Regions from separate parts of the Sus scrofa genome. Here region 1 is linked to region 2. Evidence: chromatin contacts called from public HiChIP or PLAC-seq data. All regions are on one chromosome and are shown on one strand. The core of a region is the stretch at or near the end of the contact, and the rest is flanking DNA. Distances in the headings are between cores, read along the strand shown.

What was found. HiChIP or PLAC-seq counts read pairs in DNA pulled down with a chosen protein or histone mark.
Region 1: an H3K27ac HiChIP or PLAC-seq map of alveolar macrophages shows a contact between it and region 2. The contact joins two enhancer-like sites. A contact is called at or near these places in 8 of 47 Hi-C or Micro-C datasets (brain, embryonic fibroblasts, epiblast stem cells and 5 more) and 1 of 2 datasets of contacts at active chromatin or transcription factors (alveolar macrophages).

What each region holds. Positions count from the first base shown.
Region 1 is chr3:93,217,558-93,221,302 of Sscrofa11.1, forward strand. No RefSeq gene overlaps it. Among named protein-coding and RNA genes, the nearest start is that of EPCAM, 34 kb to the left of the region's middle. Within about 2 kb of position 2,489, at least 6 of the 83 cell types and tissues checked have an H3K27ac peak or open chromatin away from gene starts, as enhancers often do. A contact at or near this core is called in alveolar macrophages, where this site is marked.
Region 2 is chr3:93,653,628-93,657,517 of Sscrofa11.1, forward strand. LOC110260019 (a long non-coding RNA gene) reads right to left here. Exons shown (of 3, transcript XR_002342725.1): 2 at 2,617-2,807; 3 at 1-2,133. Among named protein-coding and RNA genes, the nearest start is that of MCFD2, 35 kb to the left of the region's middle. Within about 2 kb of position 1,679, at least 9 of the 83 cell types and tissues checked have an H3K27ac peak or open chromatin away from gene starts, as enhancers often do. A contact at or near this core is called in alveolar macrophages, where this site is marked.

The DNA.
Region 1 (3,745 bases), core at 1,239-3,738, 440 kb before region 2:
TCTTCTCCACCTCCGGACTCCCGTGGGAGCTAAAGAGACAGGGACCATAAATGGCTTTGAGTTCCTTGGGAAGAGCCAGTGCATATGTAAATATGACACACCGAAGTTTGCATGGGAGTGTGTAATAAAGTCTGGCATCACCCTTTCAAGCATGCAGTGTTGCTCCATACTGCACAGTTGCAGTGGGACGATTGAAATGATCCAGTAAAAGCCCACAAGAACGACGTGGACAGGGAAGGTGGCTCCTGGGAGGAGGGGGTAGAAACCTCCATGAGGGCTCATGGGTTCTTGAACTGTACCCGCTTCAGAGTTGAGCCCAATGTGGAACACCCAGGAACTGCTGAGGATGGACCGGGCGGAGAATTACCTGCAAAGGTGAGTGGAGGTGATTCTCTCTCCGAACAAACAGAGAATGCAGCCTCCGCGATGACATCACCTGCGGTTCTGCGAAAGAGACAGTGCTTGGCAGAGGCGGATGTTAACCACACCTGGCTGGGTGGGTTTGGCCCTGTGCTGTCTGGTTCCATTCAAGGCTGGCTTCAGTGGGGGTTGAAGAGGCAGCTATCGATGTGGTGACCTGATCACCTCCACTTAAGTACGTCTCTGCCCTGAGCTAAGAGTCTCACTTTTAGACTTCAGTTCCTTTGTGTATTTTCCTCTTGTTAAAATGTGAACACCTGGGAGTTCCCGTCGTGGCTCAGTGGTTAACGAATCTGACTAGGAACCATGAGGTTTTGGGTTCGATCCCTGGTCTTGCTCAGTGGGTTAAGGATCTGGCATTGCCATGAACTGTGGTGTAGGTTGCAGATGAGGCTCAGATCTCGCGTTGCTGTGGCTGTGGTGTAGGCTGGTGGCTACAGCTCTGATTCGACCCCTAGCCTGGGAACCTCCATATGCCGCAGGAACAGCCCAAGAAATGGCAAAAAGACCAAAAAAAAAAAAAAAAAAAATGTGAACACCTGGAGTTCTGTTGTGGCTCATCGGTAATGAACCTGACTAGTATCCGTGAGGACATGGGTTCAATCCCTGGCCTCACTCAGTGGGTTAAAGATCTGGCATTGCTGTGAGCTGTGGTGTAGGTCACAGATATGGCTCAAATCTGGTACTGCTGTGCTATGGCATAGGCCTGCAGCTACAGCTCCACTTCTACCCCTAGCCTGAACTTCCATATGTCATGGGTGTGGCCCTAAAAAGACAAAAAAAAAAAAAAAAAAAAGTGAACACCTTGTCAGGAATGGTGAATTGAGGATTTTTTCCACCCAGTGGGGTTTCCAGTGGAGCACAGCACCCTACCAGATGAGAGATGCAGAGATAAAATTTGAGGAAGTCAGGATGGGAGGAAATGCACCTTTAGATTTTTTCTGAAAAGGCCCTGGTGCCCAGAAGGAGCCCAGAAGACAGAGGAAGGGATGAGGACGGGGTCTCACAGCCAAACATTAGCATGTAGCTTGGGCTAAGATCTGGCTAATTGAGGATAGGGTTAGGGTAATTGTGGTGGGAATGTCCCCCCAAGGAAATTCTCTGCCTCTCATAAGGCAAATTTACATTAGGGTTAGTTACAGGCATGATTAGGAAAGAGATTAGGAGCCATGACTGTCATCACCATGGAGAGCGGGTCTGGAGCTAGGAGGCAGGACCTCAGGTTAGAGCAGCTGGTGCTTCAGCGGCCAGAGATTCAGACTCAGACTACTTGGCTTGGAGTTCCCATCGTGGCGCAGTGGTTAACAAATCCGACTAGGAACCATGAGGTTGCAGGTTTGATCCCTGGCCTTGCTCAGTGGGTTAAGGATCCAGCATTGCCATGAGCTGTGGTGTAGGTCGCAGACTCGGCTCGATCTGGTGCTGCTGTGGCTCTGGCGTAGGCCGGCAGCTGCAGCTTCAACTGGACCCCTAGCCTGGGAACCTCCATATGTCGTGGGAGCTGCCCTAGAAAAAGCAAAAAGCCAAAAAAAAAAAAAAAAGAAAAAAGACTCTATTTGGCTTGACCTGCTGTCAAGGTATGATTGATGTCAGGCATGCTAGAAGGCTCTCTCCCCCCTGTTTCCACACCTGCTCACCGAGGCCTGACATTCCTTTTAATGGAGAGCAAAGCCTTGCATTGTGTAACTAAAGAGCAAGCTTCAAAGGACCGGAGGGAAAGAGAGAGAAGATACGGTACACACAACATTGAAAGAGACAAAGAAAGCCCAGGGGCCTAGGGCTGGGGAGATCGAAGGGGTGTGTGTAGGGGGGCAATGGAGTGTCTAGAATGGTATAATTTTGCTCAAGGCCATCCCAATGAAGAAAAAATTTTTTTCCCTCACAACAGCCACAGAGTCCCTTCAGAATTTCTTTAAGCTTTCCAAGAATTAGGAAGCAGACGAAAAGGAGACCTTTCTTTAGACAAGTTACTGAGAATATGAGGGGGTGGGGTGTGTGGAGGGGGCTCAAATTTTATATCTAAATTCTTTAATAGGCCTCCAACCCCCACTTTGAAATGCAGTACCGCCCTCTGCTGGCCATAGTGGGTAGAGTTCACCAAAACCAAGGACAACTTCCATGCTCTTTTTCCATAATCCAGGAAAGATCAGAGCCTTGCCTTCCCGCATGAGGTGAGAGACAAATCCAATGTGGAATGGTGTTCCCACCACCATGCCCCATCAGAAATCATCCCTTAGTTTCTTTTGGCTTTGCTCTCTCTCTCTCTCTTTTTTTTTTTTAGGGCCACACCAACAGCATATGGAGGCTCCCAGGCTAGGGGTATAATCACAGCTACAGAGACAGCTTACACCACAGCCACAGAAACATCAGATCTGAGCCGAGTCTGCAACCTATACCACAGCTCACTGCAATGCAGGATCCTTAACCCACTGAGCAAGACCAGGAATGGAACCCACAACCTCACGGTTCCTATTCGGATTCATTTCACTGCGCCCCCACGGGAACTCCTGTCTTTTGGTTTTGAATTTAAATAGGTATATCTAGCTTTTTTAGCCCCTGCTTAGCAAATTAGGTCACATTGGCATAAATGTTCGAAGAACAGTAGATCCAAACCCTACGCATCTGATTGCCGGGCCCTGGCCATCTTCCTCAGAGACTCTGTCTCAGTGCTCACTGGAAAAGTAGGCCTGTGATCTGGGGCTCTGGGCACCTGGGAGAGCCCTTCTTGCCAGCTCCTGACCATACAAAGGCTCTTGGCCAGTGAAGCCCTTTAAGAAACTTTCCTGCCACACGGCTGACCATGGCCCAGGCACTGCTGATGCCCAGCTCTGCCAGAGTGACCAGTCCTGCTGGCCCCAGTTTCTACACAAAAAATAGGAAGAAGGAGCCCGGTAGAGATTTGGGATTTATTCAGATATGCTTGTATAACCAAAGAACTCAACTTGAATGCTCTCAGTTGCCTGGTGTTATTTATGTTTGGGTATTAAAACAAGGTTTTTGCTTAGGGGCTATTTTTCAGTCTTGGAAGAAGCCACAAATCAACTCTGAAATCAAAGTGAAAACTTTCCTATTATTCTCTATTATTCTTTTTTAATGTTTAACCCCAAATCTGCCTTCCTTTACTTCAGAGGTCTTCAAAACTTTCCATAATGAAGAGTGGGTGCATATTCATCGAATCCCTTAAGATGAGAAATGGAGCCTAAAAAAAAGATGTTCCCAGCACAGCTCCCCAGGAATCAGTGGTATTAAGTATTAAAGTCAAGTTTCACCTTGGGGAGGAAAAAAAAAACGTGTCTGTGGGTTTATAGACTTTTCTCAAAGCACA
Region 2 (3,890 bases), core at 429-2,928:
GCTGAAAAATATTTGTTGATATGAGAAAAATATTCACCACCTAATGCATGTGTAACAGTGATAATGCTGATACTAGAAGGTCATGTACTGAAATGTGAACTGTGGAAAACTCAGCTTTGAGATGAAAGGTGAGTTGTATTTTTCATCTTTCTGCATCAGATGTTATCATACTTACTAGTTTCTATCTGAGGCCTGAATGAACTATAAGCTCTCTGAGTGTAGGGTCTGTGCTAATGTATTTCTTGGTATGTCCACAATGGCAAGAACCATTTCAAGGATGCAGGAGCCATTGGCTAAATAGTTGTTTAATGAATTAATGACTGCTTTTCTGGGTTGTATAAATTGCTCATTGAACATCTAATAATTTTATCAGTACTAAAGAGTAGGGAGAGCAGTAAAAACATACAAAAAATAAGATGTGCTCTAATGAAAATTTATATCCTTAAATGCCTTCATTAAAACAAATATCAACAACCCACAGAAGCTTGAATACTGGATGAATAAACAGATGTTGAGCAGGGCTTCTGCTGCAGTGTCAGCTTTGGTAGGAGACATTGTCAGGTCCAGGGACCCCCAGCCCTGGGGAGCTTCTCAAGAGCATGCAGAGTCTCCCCCGGAATGTCAGCACGGGACCCTGAGACCCCCAAGCCACCTAAGGGCTGATCTGCTGGCCAAGGGAAGGGGAGGCTTTGAACCTGGGAGCGTTTATGGCTTTGACAGTCGAGTGAACTGACTTTTTGTTATAGAAAATGGGACTCTTTATTTATACCCAAGAGTAACTGGAACGCTATGGAACCCGCTTTCGATTTCATTAGAAGAACACAGGTTGCTGGAGACTCTTTTGAGCCTCTGTGTGCGCCTCCTGAGGCAGCGCATTAAGTGAATTCTACCTGTCAGTGATAAGAGCTGTACTGTCCTTGAAGGAGCCTTGTTGTTGCCCGCCCGTGTTTGTTTCTTCCAGCCTGCTGCCCCTTGCAGTCCTGGTGCTCAGTCCGTGCCCAAAGTCGTCTGCAAACGTCTGTCCGTGGAATAAAAGGGGATCCTCAGGCAGCTGGGTGTGCTCAGTCAGGCTGCTTGGTGAAGGTCGGAGGAGTAAGAAAGCGGGACGGAGATGACGCATGCGCCTGTGAGGACGCCGCGGCAGGGGGCGGGGGAGCACGCAGTGGTTGTGTGCATGGGTGGGAGCCTTTAGACAGCCTAAGCTTCTGGGCTCAGATCAGGTGCAGCTGCTCCCCCAGGTGCTTGCACCCAGGCCTCTTCACAGGGTCTCTGTTGCCCGTGGGGTGTGGGGAGTCCGCATTATGGCTTCATGTAAATGAGCCTGGGCAGAAACTGTGTCCTGTTTCTGGTCTCCCCCCTCCCACCAGCTTGCACTTGCTAAAAGCTTGCTGTTGATTCATCGACTGGCAGGGCAGGGTAGGGGTAAGCTCTCAACTTGGCTGTACATCAGAATCACCTGGGCGGCTTTTAAAGCTCCCAGTGCCCAGGCCCACCCTGGACCAGTTACATCAGAATCTCTGGGGGTGGGACCCCGTCAAGAAGACTTTTTAAAGACCCTCTTCTTATGCCCATGCCCTGCAGTTGAGACCAACAGAGGGAGCCAGGTTGAGAGCTGGGAATATACTTGCATTCCGGCTGCCTATCCTGGCCTCATCCTAGCCCTGGCTGACCCCCATACACTCTCTAGAACACATACTTGGGCTTAATGGCAGGGGTGAGGCTGAGGTGATCCCCGCCATCTGTGGGGCTGCCTCTGGCTGTGGAAGATGTGACAAGGTCACCAGCAGCGTGGGCTGGATTTCTCACAAGTGCGATTTATGAGGCAAAAATTTCTCTCTTCATAAAAATGTCCCCGGTTCCTGTTGCGAAGGGTAATTGAGGCTTTTAGCTTCTGTGTCACGGTCATCACCCATTTCTTTATATGCCTGGTGGTATCGCCCACGGGGAATTAAGTCATATTCTTGGTCAGTGAGTAACATAGAGGTAGCGTGAACTGGACATCCAGGCCAGGTGACTCAGCCAGGACCAGAGTCCCTGGGGAGCATCTCTTCCTGTCCCTGTCCCTGGGTTCACTCAGACCACGCCGGGGGCGGGAGGGAGCAGAAACATCTGGAACGGCTCCTGCTTTCTTGTCTGTAAAAGGGGGGTAACGTGAGGGTTAAAGGAGGCCATGAATGTGAAAAATCTGGTGTGTAGTGGGTGATGGCTCATTTAAGCCACCTGACTGCTGCTTGCATTTCCACCGTTCCTCCCTTTCCCCACAGGGCCCCAAACACACAAACACAATTTTACCTGCAGCAGGAGCTGAGAAAGATTGGTGCACTGAATTCCAAACACCGGGGGTTCGGGCCAGAGGTAATACTCTTGGGGGATTTTAGGCCCCTTCCCCTTCCCTGCCATGAAGTCCTGCCCTCCCTCCCTTCAGTGCGCAGTCCAGCTGCAGGGCTCGCCCCTTCCCTGAGAGGGAGCCCCCTAGTGGCAGGCTGAAGGTCCCCTGCACATCTCTGGCGGCCTTCTCACCTCACCTGCAACCCTAAGTGGTACATAGACCCAGGAACAAAAATCTCTATCATTCTTCCTCTTGACAGATAAGGGAACAGACTCAGAGAAGCTTACCTTTTTGTCCAGGTCACAGAACTAGTTCCTCTATTCCAGTCATTTTTCCCAGTCTCGCTGCCCAGCTTTGACTCTGGGGATGAGAGCGCCCCCTGGAGGGTTCTCCTGGGAGTGGAGTCTTGAGGCTCGCTCCCCAGGGCCAGGGTGTTGAACTGAGAAGTCAAAGGACTGCAGATGGGGAAGTAGGCTGTCTGGGCAGAGAAAGGATGGGCCATGAGGGTTGGTGCAGGCCAGGTCCACTGCTCCAGTGCAGCCGAGGCACTGACTCATCAGGAAAAAGTGGCCGATTGTTGACTAGCCAGCGAGTTTGTCCTGAAAGAGCGTGTCCGTGGTGCTAGAGAGACTCCAGGTCTGAAACGGTTAGAATGGTGATGGCAGGAGACCGAGGCAGGCATGTCACGGGGAGTGTGTTCAAGGCAGTGAGGGTTCCTAGTCCTGGTTTTCCCAGTCAGCAGCTGGTGGGCTTGGGACCAGCTAAGCTCTCCGTGCCTCTGTGAACCAATCTCTAAAGTGTGGATTCCAGTCGCTATCTCAGTGGGCTGTTAGGAGGATTGATTAACATGTAAGAGAGCTCTTGTCAAATTCCTGGCCCAGAGCAAACCCAGTGTAAGTGTTTGCTGTCATCCTAACATCCATGAAGGTGCTGGCACATGGCAGGTACTTCACACCCAGTGAATCTGAATTTATTCATCCTTTTCAAGGAGCAGGAGGCAGCAGGGCCCTGTGTCTCTAGATGTCCCCCCCGCCCATGACCCAGCTCTGCCTGGTCAAGGTGGGCAGCCCAAGCTAGGGTTCAGGTTCAACTTAATTGGGACTTGAAGACATTCTGTGTGTGCTTTTTGTTTGTTTGGTGCTATTTGGCGAATCTCAAATAAGTGAAATGTTTTTGTTTCAATTTGCATTTCTCAGTTCTGACCCCATCACTATGGGTCATTATTTCATTTTCCTCCTAATCTCAACCCAGAGATTGACTAGTGTGTGGCTTGAGCTTTAGAATTTATAGAGCAGCCTCATGTGAGAGTTCACGCAGGCCTCCCAACCAGGAGGTGGGGTTTGTGCATCATCCCCGCTTCAGAGATATGGAAAGTGCAGCTAAAGACTTGAAGTGACATGTCTGAGATGCAAGTAGGCTTCAGTATGGATCTTCCAGTGTCCAAGCCTATAATGTTCTTGCCCCCAGATACTTTCCACTTGATTTTTAACATAGCTCTACAGAGTTATACATTTTAAATTCCCTTTCTGGAGTTCCCGTTGTGGCGCAGTGGTTAACGAAT